2 separate regions of the Sus scrofa genome follow, and region 2 is linked to region 1. A link is a contact called in public HiChIP or PLAC-seq data. All regions are on one chromosome and are shown on one strand. Each heading gives the region's core, a stretch centred on a gene start, on an enhancer-like site or on the middle of the called end of the contact. The rest is flanking DNA. Distances are from core to core; before and after follow the strand shown.

Region 1 (5,382 bases), core at 2,409-4,908:
ATCCATATGCCTAGGGGCAGCCAAAAAGAAAAAAAAGATAATCAGCCTTAACACTAGCAAATAGGGCTGAGTGCCTTATGAATGTTTATATATCATTAAAGATAACTACTGATAAGGAATAGACTGGGTCCCGATAACAAGCGATATACTGGGTCACACCTAAAGGAAGTAGTTGGTTTAAATTCTTAGTTATGACCTTATTAATACTACTAGCTAGATTACTTTGGCTATTTTACAATACTATTTCTGCATTACCAAATGTGTGACTAAGCCTCTGATAAAAATGATGACTAAGCAACCTGAAACAATTAACCAAAAATACAGTTCTACACATGTATATATATATACATGATCAAAATAACTGTAATAATGTAGTTCTAGATATGAAAAAAAAAAGCAGCAAGGGGGAATCATTTTCTAAACCATAACAGACTAGTAAGACAGATGCCCCAGAGACTTTTATGACTACCATTAACAGTGCCTAGTTTAGTAATAGCACACTGAGTGGCTTATCAACATAATTCTCACTTGACCTAGAAATGAGCCTTCCTAGTGATACTGTACATAGCCCTGTGGGGCTCCTGGGCGCAAGAGCCTTTCTGTGTCCCCCATTCTTAGGAAATGGGCCGCGTTCATCCACCATGACCTTCCCCAAGTTCCTAGGGACAGGTTCAGACAGTTGCTGCTGATCAGGGAAGCAGCAACAGTCAAGGAACAATAGTAACAGCCTTGGGGTAGGATCCTGGTTCCCTCTCAAGGAATACACAATATAGGCACCTTATACATCTAAGAGAAAAGCTATATTCCTTCACTTCTTTTTGAAATGTATACTTCACAATTGAACAGCTTAGAGTCTTAACTGTACTCCAAACACAATCACCCGTAAATGATGGATTAGGCACCCTGAGCACAACTGCCTGTGAGTCACCAACTATAAGCCACGTGATGTTTCTTTTGAGGCCCTTCCTAAATTGCCCTAATCACTAACCAATATGCCCTTCTTGCAAGAATTTTTATTTCTAGGGACAATCCAGACACGATAACCCAGATCACCAGGGTCATGCTGAGATCTCATGACACCAACCTCGATGACTACAGATTCCACCCCTAAAGAAAGAATGTATATTTACCTCCAACCCTGATTCTTATCCAGAAACCTGTTTTTCTCCTTTTAGCTATAAAACTTCTTGCAATCCTTCCCAAGAGGGGGGCACAGTCTTTAAGGCATTAACCTGCTGTGGCCCTCCTTTGCCTGGCAAAGCAATAAAGCTATTTTTTTTTTCTCCTTTACCCAAAACTGTCTCTGCGTTTCAATTCGGCACTGGCAGACAGGCAAAATTCCGGTAACACTAGCAGGGCGGGACAAATTGGTCACAAAATGTCTCCCAAACCTTGAATTTATGAACAAAAGGGGGTAAATGTAAAACAAAGAATGTTGCCCACCATTCAGTTCTACAAGAATCAAGTCATTAGCCACTAAAGTCACTGATGTACAATACACCCTGAAAGGAATTCAGAATGAGTCACTCTGTGCTCTGTAAAAATGGACCTTTAGATAATTAGGACTATTTCAGGTGAATTTTTTAATGAACTTGGATTCTTGCATCTTCCCATACTTAGAAAAGCACTAAAATCATTAATTGAGATATCTGTTCCTTGTAACTAGCAGTAACCTTCTACCGAGATATATCCTTAATTGCACATACCCCTTCATCTCTTCAGAGCAGTTTCTCAGAGCTATCTTGGAGGTTGTCTTCTGGGCTACAGTCCCCAGTTAAGTCCCCAAATAAAACTGAAACTCACAGCTCTCACACTGTGCATTTTTATCTCAATCAACATCATGATGAAGACAATTACATGCTACAAGACTCATGCATCTATGAGTACATTTTTTTTTTTTTGGTTACTAAATAACATATACAATATATACCATTTAAAGTCCTCTATTTTCATTTAATATAATACTGTAAATTCTCTTCTTTTCCTCATAAATACATTTATAAGATGGTTGCTCCATATGCAACACAATATCCACAGGAAGGAAGAGAAAGGAAGTCAAAAGCATACATGCCCACTGAGCCTGTCCCACACCCCTCTTTAAAGAACTGTTTAAGAAACCCAATCTAACAGCTTTTGTTTACATCTATAAGATAAGATAAAACGTGGAGGGGTTTTTTTGTTTGTTTGTTTTTTCCTATTCGTTTCTCTTTAAGCTGGGCACAGTGCCCCTTCAAACAAAATCAGGATTTTTTTTTTTTTTTGGTCTTTTTAGGGCTGCACCCGCGGCATATAGAGGTTACCAGGCTAGGGGTCAAATCAGAGCTATAGCTGTCGGCCTACACCACAGCCACAGCAATACCAGATTGAAGCCGCCTCTGTGAACTACACCACAGCTCAAGGCAGCACTGAATCCTTAACTCACTGACTGAGGCCAGGGATAGAACCTGCGTCCTCATGGAACCACAACAGGAACTCCAAAATCAGGATGTTTGTAGCAATACAGACTGGATACTGCGTTAGTCACACATACAATAAAACAACACTAATGTTAAAAATATTCTCAAATAGGAGTTCCCGTCGTGGCACAGTGGTTAACGAATCCGACTAGGAACCATGAGGTTGCGGGTTCGGCCCCTGCCCTTGCTCAGTGGGTTAACGACCCGGCGTTGCCGTGAGCTGTGGTGTAGGTTGCAGACGCGGCTCGGATCCCGCGTTGCTGTGGCTCTGGCGTAGGCTGGTGGCTACAGCTCCGACTGGACCCCTAGCCTGGGAACCTCCATATGCCGCGGGAGCGGCCCAAGAAATAGCAACAACAACAACAACAACAAAAAGACAAAAGACAAAAAAATAATAATAATAATAAAATATTCTCAAATAACTCAATTATGTGAGAAGTTATAATAACATCACTTAAATGAAAACATAAAAAATATATATGTATCTATATATCTTCATATGTGTACACGTGTAAAAACAAAATAGCACACAAGATAAACTGTTTGCCATATTAATTTTAAAAATTAGGAAGTTCAAGGAAGACGTTTCCAAAGAGAAATACTAGGTTCCAGGTTAATGACGGGTCTTTGTTATGCGTTTGCCAAGAAAAAAAAAATCACTTCCTGAAAAAAACAAAGCGAAAATATCGTCACCTTTAAAAAGACTTTTAGATGTCACAACTAATATTTTCTCCTCCTCTGAGATTTCTCTTGGAAGAGGACTATGTTAGCTAGACAGCAGTAAGTAAAAAATGGGGTTAAACCAAAGTGTGCTTGGTTTTGCAGAAACCGTTAAATTGCATAAAGTTCCAAACACCACATGTTTCAAAAAATTAGTGGGAACAAACAACCAAAACACATGTTTGCTTACAGATTTTGGCAACCTAGAGTAACCTTTGCCTCTTTAATATGCCTGCCTTTTCGAGACTATGCATTGCCCCTCACCCCCACCCCGGGTTTAAAACTTCTCCCTCCAGCTCTGGAGAAACAGTGCTTTGAGAGCTATCTCCCTGTCTCCTTACTTGTCACAAGTAATACATGCTTCTGCTTTAATCGAAAGCACGTGGTGTGTTTATTGGCTCCGCACTACAAGGGACAGACCCAATGAGCCGCTAATAGACCGAGATGGGCAAGAACAACTTTTTTTTTTTTTTTTTAGGGCACACCCGCGGCATATGGAGGTTTCTAGGCTAGGGGTCCAATCGGAGCTACAGCTGCCAGCCTACGACCCACATCACAGCTCACCGCAACGCCGGATCCTTAACCCACTGAGCGAGGCCAGGGATCAACAGCAACCTCATGGTTCCTAGTCGGATTCGTTTCTGTTGCGCCACGAAGGGAACTCCCGAACCTTTCTTGGGGTCCAAATGATAAAGTCACCTTACTCCCTTGCCCTCCCGCCCCCAAAAGAGGAAGGCTAACAGAGAAGATCTAGGCTTCCACTTTAACCTCAATATCATATTCAAGGTCTTTACTGCTAAGGGGAAGAGCCATCCCGTTTCTCACATATGACTATACGTGACACACAGTGCCGACCCTCAAATTTACGCATCCAGTGCTGCACAGTCACATATCTACCGCTAGACACAAAGGTAACAACCTCAGTCATAAATTCTTCCCTCCGCACAGTGCCACACAGTTTCCGTTGGGACGCAGTCACAGAAGCACAATCACAAAACTCCCTATGCCTGCACACAAAGAGGAACACATGGTCATTTAGAAAAAATTCACACACCTACCACAGGGACACACAGTATCACACCACGGCGACTCGCTACGTAAAACTCCTCACATACATAAACACGGTATCACACACAGTCACAAAAAAAAGACACATCACTGAAGCACAGAGTCACACACAACTTCATAACCGACACTCCCCTCCCCAAACCCGCCCATTCCGCCTGAACAGACTTAAAACAAGTCTTGATCCCGGTTCCGCGAGACAGACGTTTCACCTCCAATCTCCCGCGCAGGGCATCAGCGGCCGGGCTCAACCACTCGAGACTAAGGCCCGGCTGCCGAAGAGCTCCGCTCAGAGCCGCCGCCGGAGACCGCGGCGCCCTCTGGGAAATGTAGTTGAGCGCCGCACTCGCGAGGGACAAGATGGCGCCGGGGGTGAACCCGGCCAAAGAGATCCGCCCACCACTCCATTCTTCACCCCTGCTCGCCCCCAACCTCAAACGCGCCCTGGAGCTTGGCGCTCCTGGCATACCCTGGCACTGTGGCTTCTAGTGGGAATCACCCCAGCGTGCTTAAAGTGAGCTTATTGTATATAACCCGAGGCATATCACTGCCCTCTCCCAGAAGTAGACCTAACACAGGTAGAATGTTATTTACCTAAGTCCTGAGGCTCAGCCTAGAGACACTTGTCCCCCGACAAGGGAGACAGTGCCAAAGCTATGGTGGAGTTGAGAAAGCGCGAAAGACGATTGGAATCACTGAAACTTCTGGGAAATGTAGTCCACAGTCACCAAAGTGGGCGACCGACCAACATCATCGGACTCCGCAGGGTAGTGAGCCGGGGCTTGTTGAAGCCCAGGAGACCTCTGGGAGTGCTACCCAGCCCAAGGAGTGCGCAGGCGCAAGCTTTCTGGCTCGCCATCGTCGTCTTTGTCTGCTGGTGAGTTTGTTTTTGGTTCTGCGGCGGTCAGATCTGGGTGCGGGATCTAGGTTTCTGGGCTTACAATCCAGTCAGCGGGAGTTTATAGGAGAGGTTTCGCGGAGCCTACGACTGGGCTGGGAAAATTGAACGGGAAGAATCGCCTTCTGTGACGTGCATTGTTCAAAGCTCATGTGGATGGGGGCAGGGGTACAGAAGGAAACTGGGGCGGGTTCGCGTGTGGGCGACCAAGGGTGTGACAGTTGTAGAGTTGCAACTTGTGTA
Region 2 (5,238 bases), core at 1,729-4,228, 760 kb after region 1:
GCATAGTATTGCTGCAAGGAGAGACAAACAGCAATGGAGCAAAACATAAAGCCCAGAAACCGATGGAGACATAATGGTAAGACTTGATTTTTGACTACAGTGGCACTGCAGATCAGTGCAGAAAAGACAACTTTTCAATAAATGATATCGGAGCAACTGGATACCCACATGGGGAACAACATGAAATTGCATTCCTCCCCTGTACAAATCAATTCCAGGTAGTTCAAAGACATAAATGCTAAAGCCAAAAACTAGGAAGCTTTTAGAAGAGAATACAAGAGAATCTTCATTACCCCAAGGTAAAAGAAAATTTCTTAAACAAGCACTAACTACTGAAAAAGATTCCACTGCATTAAAATTCAAAACCTCTATTTACCAGAAGGCATCAGCATGAAAAACCAAGCTGGAGGAGAAGATAATATTTGTCATACGTGCAACTGACAGTAAATAACATACAGAAGATACATTTATGTACGTATGTTACATATATATTTATAGTCAACAGCCATAAATCAGAGAAAAACCCAATTAAAAATTGGCAGAATATTTGAACAAGCATTTTACAAAAGAGGATATCCTGGTGGGCAAGAACTAGTGTTCAATTTCATTGATAATAAGGGCATATCAATTAAATGTGATAACACTAGATGTCTACCAAATTGGCAAAAATTTATAAAGTGTGATAATGCCAGGAGCTGGCATGACTATGGAACAAAAGGAACCTTTGAAAATTACTGATATGAGTAAAAAATTTGCACAGTATCTTTAGAGGATGCTTTGGCATAGAAAAACTGAAGATGCATGAACAGTAGCCCTCAACAATTTACTAACAATTTTAGTATACAAAGAAATTCAAGCACACATGTACCAAAATATGTGCATAAAATAGTCACAGTCCCATTGCTTGAAATAGCCAAAAACTGGAAGCAAGTAAATTGATATTATCATGCAATGAGATAGTGTGTGTGTATACATATAACACACACACACACATATATATAGACACATATATAGCAATGGGAAAAATGAACTGTAGTTATAGAAATATGAAAATGTTCACAAACATTTTTAATGAAAAAAGACACAAAAGAATATTTATTCATGCCAAAATATAAAACAGACAAAAACTGAATCTATGTGGTTTTGGAATTCACACCAAAGTTCTAATGAAAGACAAAGTGGTTGTCACCAGAAGTGCCTCCAGGTTGTGGAGGCATATATCAGGCTGCTTTAGAGATGGCTGTATTCTTTTACTGGACCTGGGTATTCCTTACATGAGTCTTTTTTTTCCCCTTGCAGCCTCTCTTTACACAAGTCGTTATATTATTTGTTAAACTGCACAAATGGATATTAAATGGCATGTGTGTATCTAATTTGAAATTTAAAAAATAAGCCATAGGCATTTCAAATAAATATGTACCTCTAAAAATGTGTCCAATATTAAATTATGTGGGGAAAATATAATTTTATGTAAAAATGAAGGTTATAAAATAGTAAATGCTGAATAAATTCAATTTTTTAAAATCACATTTTATATATGTACATAAAACATGCTGAGAAAAAAATATCAAAATGTTGCCATTAGTTTTAGGTAGGAATTTAAATTTTCTTCATTGGGGATTGCCATACTTTTGAAATTATTTAAAACAATCATGTTTTAATTTTATATTAAAAAAGAAATAGTTGGGTTTTTTTAAGACAGCTGGAGAAAAAATTAAACCATTTGACAAATTAGAAAGAGAAAGGTGCATGTGTGAATGGGGGTTTGGTTTAAATCACATTTCACACATGAAAAATTCCGGGGATCAGGTCATCTGATAGGCAAGAATTTTCAAGAGGAGGAAAGCCAGTTACATACTGACAAAGAAAAGAGGATTTCAAGAAACGACAAGCTACCTTGCAGGTGCCTTGAGGATGTTCAACAGCCATTCTCTACTCCACTCTGGAAGATTCTATTCAAGCAGAGCAGAGCTGAGGAGGGAAAAAGGAGTCAGGAGAAACCAGGCTCTTCTGGAAGCCCCAAGTCAAATTACCGCCCATCACCTACAGATGTAGGTCAGACAAAGCTCGGGCGTCCTGCTCAATACCACCATTACAGACAAGAGCAGGGTCATTTGCAGTTCTGGGCAGAATCTGTCCCTGAGCTAACAAAGGTCTCCGGGGAACAGAGCGCTGGAGTCATAGAGGCTCCAAGACAAAGACGCCCCACACCTACAGTGCTAGATGGATACACATAATCATACAAACTCACACTACGGGGACACAGGCACCTCAGACCTCCAACACAATGGGCTGCAGACAGCCACACAATTACACACACCACAGGGCAGTCCGTCAGAACAGCAGAGTCACAGGCACACCACATTCTCACATACCCAGTGACACCTACCACGGGGACACAATGGCAACAAATTCACATGCATCCTACCACCACAAATCAATCAATCTCTCTCTCTCACACACACACACCCCCCAAGGGGAAACAGCCATAAATCTCACAGGCAAATATCTCTTCCCTCTCTTTAATAAAGTCTTTAATAAAGTCTTCCTCCACACCCGTGGTTCAGCAAATGATCATAATCTCACACACACACACACACACCCCAAAAGGATACACAGTTTTACAACCGCAGTCAAGGAACATCGCACTCTCGTGTCACACCCAGTCATACAAGCACAATCAAAACTGCAAATCAAGCCCGCCTCCCCGCCCTCAGAGTTCGGTACGCGGCCACACAGACACAAAGACACAATCACAGACACATACGCTCCTCACAATCTCCCCTTCTCAACTGACTCCCGTAGAGGCCAGAGGTTCCCGACAGGCGCGGTCCCAACCCCAGGCTCCAGGACATCTCACCTACTATTCCTCTGGTCTGGTCAGCACGGCTCCACTCTACTTAAATTGAGCCTAGCAGCTCTCACAGCACCCCGAAGCCATTTCCCCCAACCCGCCAGAACGCCCCGCCCACTCTCAGCAGCGGGTATAGTTCTCGCGGGAGGGGGCATTAGGCCTAGAGGCCTCTGGGAGATGTAGTCCAGAAGGCGACGGGGGCTAAAAGCTGTCTCCAGTTTATCCAGTTCCCCAGTAGTTAAGAGCTTGGACCTGCAGCGTACGGGAGGCTTCCGCGAGGCTTAGCTGAAAAGAACTCGCTCGACCAAACTTTAGTCAAGCTCCTTTGGGCCCTCTTCTTGACTTAGACCTCGTCCTTGATCTACTGACCCCAGTTCAGCAAGAAAAAAATCCCCCTACCGGATACTTAACCAAATTCCTCTTTTTTTTTTGCATCCACTCCATCACCCTGACCATTGGCTATTAATCCCCGGTTACTGTTATAGACCAAGTTGGGTTCAGTATCTCTTCCCTATCTTTAATAAAGTCTTCAATAAAATCTTCCTTATGTGACTGTCGGCTGCAACTTTCACACAGCCCGGCCTCAGAGTATGGCTCTCAGGTTTTGGGCGCTCACCGTGCAACATGCTGGGTCCCATGGCCTCCTGGGATATGTAGTCCAGGACTTTGCCAGTGGCCAAAGGGATTGCGTTCCCTAGGCGCTAAAGTGGGGCCTGATCTCTGTTAAATAAATGCTCAAGACGCTGCTTAGAATTATGCTTTGCCGCGGGAACGCGCAAATGCTCCCTGGGCAAGTTGCTGTGGAACGTGTTGGGGAGCCAGAAGAGCAAACCGAACGTGAGACCTGAGTGTCTGGGACCAAAGCAGCTTAGGGAGTTAGAAGGGGGGAATCCACAGCTCAGTCATGTACGTGAGAGCGGGCAAAGGAGGGCCCTAGTGTGAGACCATGATGAGATTGCGGGCATGACTACATTTAGGGGTTAGTTGAATTAATGAGGGACAGTATGTGGGTAAAATTGATGAGTGTGAGAGAGAGGTGGGAACAAGATTCTGAGTGGCTTTGGGAGGATGGAGGTTCATATTGTGGACACGTGTGTTTGGGAGTAATTGTGTGTGTGTGTGTCAGGGCAAGATTGTGTGTGGATCTGTGTGTGTTTCAGAACGTGAATGTAGGTCACTGCATGGGTGGATGGGCTAGAGGAGGAAAAGTCCTCTCAGCTTCCATTTCCTCTTCAAATTGTAATAATAAGAGCATGTCGGTGTTCCTGCCATGGCCAGTGGGTTAAGAATCTGGCTGCAGCGGCTATGGTCACTGTTGGAGGTGCCAGTTGGATTCCCATTGGATTCCAGGGTTGCCCCCAGCTAAAAGGGAGGTTGCAGCTCTGGCTCTGTAGCTCAGATTCAATCCCTGACCCAGAAACTTCCATATGCCAAGGGCGCAGACATCAAATTAATAAATACATATAAATGGTATGTTTTAGGAGAAGGGGCTCCATATTGTGATAAGTAACATCTAGCTTTTTGTTTGTTTGTTTGTTTTTTGGTCTTGTCTTTTTAGGACCACATCCACTGCATGTGTAAATTCCCAGGCATATGGAAGTTCCCAGGCTAGGGGTGGAATTGGAGCTGCAGCTTGCAGCTGCCAGCCTACACCACAGCAGTGCTGCAACCCTGTGGTTTCTACAACCCACACCGGAACTTATGGCAACACTGTATCCACAACCCACTGAATGAGGCCAGGGATGGAACCCACATCTTCATGGATACTAGTCATGTTCATTCCTGCCGAGCCACAATGGGAACTCCACCTATAGCATTTTAATATAAACACTTAAGATTCCACATTTTGTTCTGGAATGGAATACCAATCAGTGTGTGTGTGTGTGTGTATGTGTGTGTGTTTGGCTGCATCCATGGCAAATGGAAGTTTCTGGGCCAGGGATTGAATCCCAGCAGCAACTGCCACCTACAGGAAGCTGTGGGAGAGAGGATTCTTTAACCCACGGAGCAGTAACAAACCCAAGTCTCCACAGCTAAGGGAGCTGGGGGCTGCTGCAGTTGGATTCTTAACCCACTGAGCCACGGTGGGAGGAAACTGCTGACTTTTTAAATGATATATTTTGTTTTGGGGGTACCTGTTTTGAGTTATGTCCACAAACTTCTCTCCAGATGTTTTTTTCTTCTCTGTTCTTTGAGAGACATTGGTGATTTAATGTTCAGTTCAACCGGGAATTATCAGCCACACTGAAAAGATGTTCAGAGGAAATTGTACAGGGATGTGATGCTGGCGAACAGAGCAACATAGGCACATTAGGTAAAGTGACATCTCTGACATATTTAGAATCTTTACACAGCATAATGGATTCAGCTTTAAATTGTAGGCT

The links. HiChIP or PLAC-seq counts read pairs in DNA pulled down with a chosen protein or histone mark.
Region 2: a contact with region 1 is called in an H3K27ac HiChIP or PLAC-seq map of skeletal muscle, with 7 times the contacts expected there. The contact joins the promoter of LOC106510532 here to the promoter of ZNF260 in region 1. A contact is called at or near these places in 1 of 5 promoter capture datasets (fetal skeletal muscle) and 1 of 2 datasets of contacts at active chromatin or transcription factors (skeletal muscle).

The regions. Positions count from the first base shown.
Region 1 is chr6:45,854,416-45,859,797 of Sscrofa11.1, forward strand. ZNF260 (zinc finger protein 260) reads left to right here and starts at 3,659. Exons shown (of 5, transcript XR_002345315.1): 1 at 3,659-5,118.
Region 2 is chr6:46,610,401-46,615,638 of Sscrofa11.1, forward strand. It overlaps LOC106510532 (zinc finger protein 345), which reads right to left and starts at 2,979. Exons shown (of 3, transcript XM_013998463.2): 1 at 2,861-2,979; 2 at 1,897-1,971. It overlaps LOC102164415 (zinc finger protein 420-like), which reads right to left and starts at 2,918. Exons shown (of 11, transcript XM_021097540.1): 1 at 2,861-2,918; 2 at 1,897-1,971. The coding sequence starts at 1,929.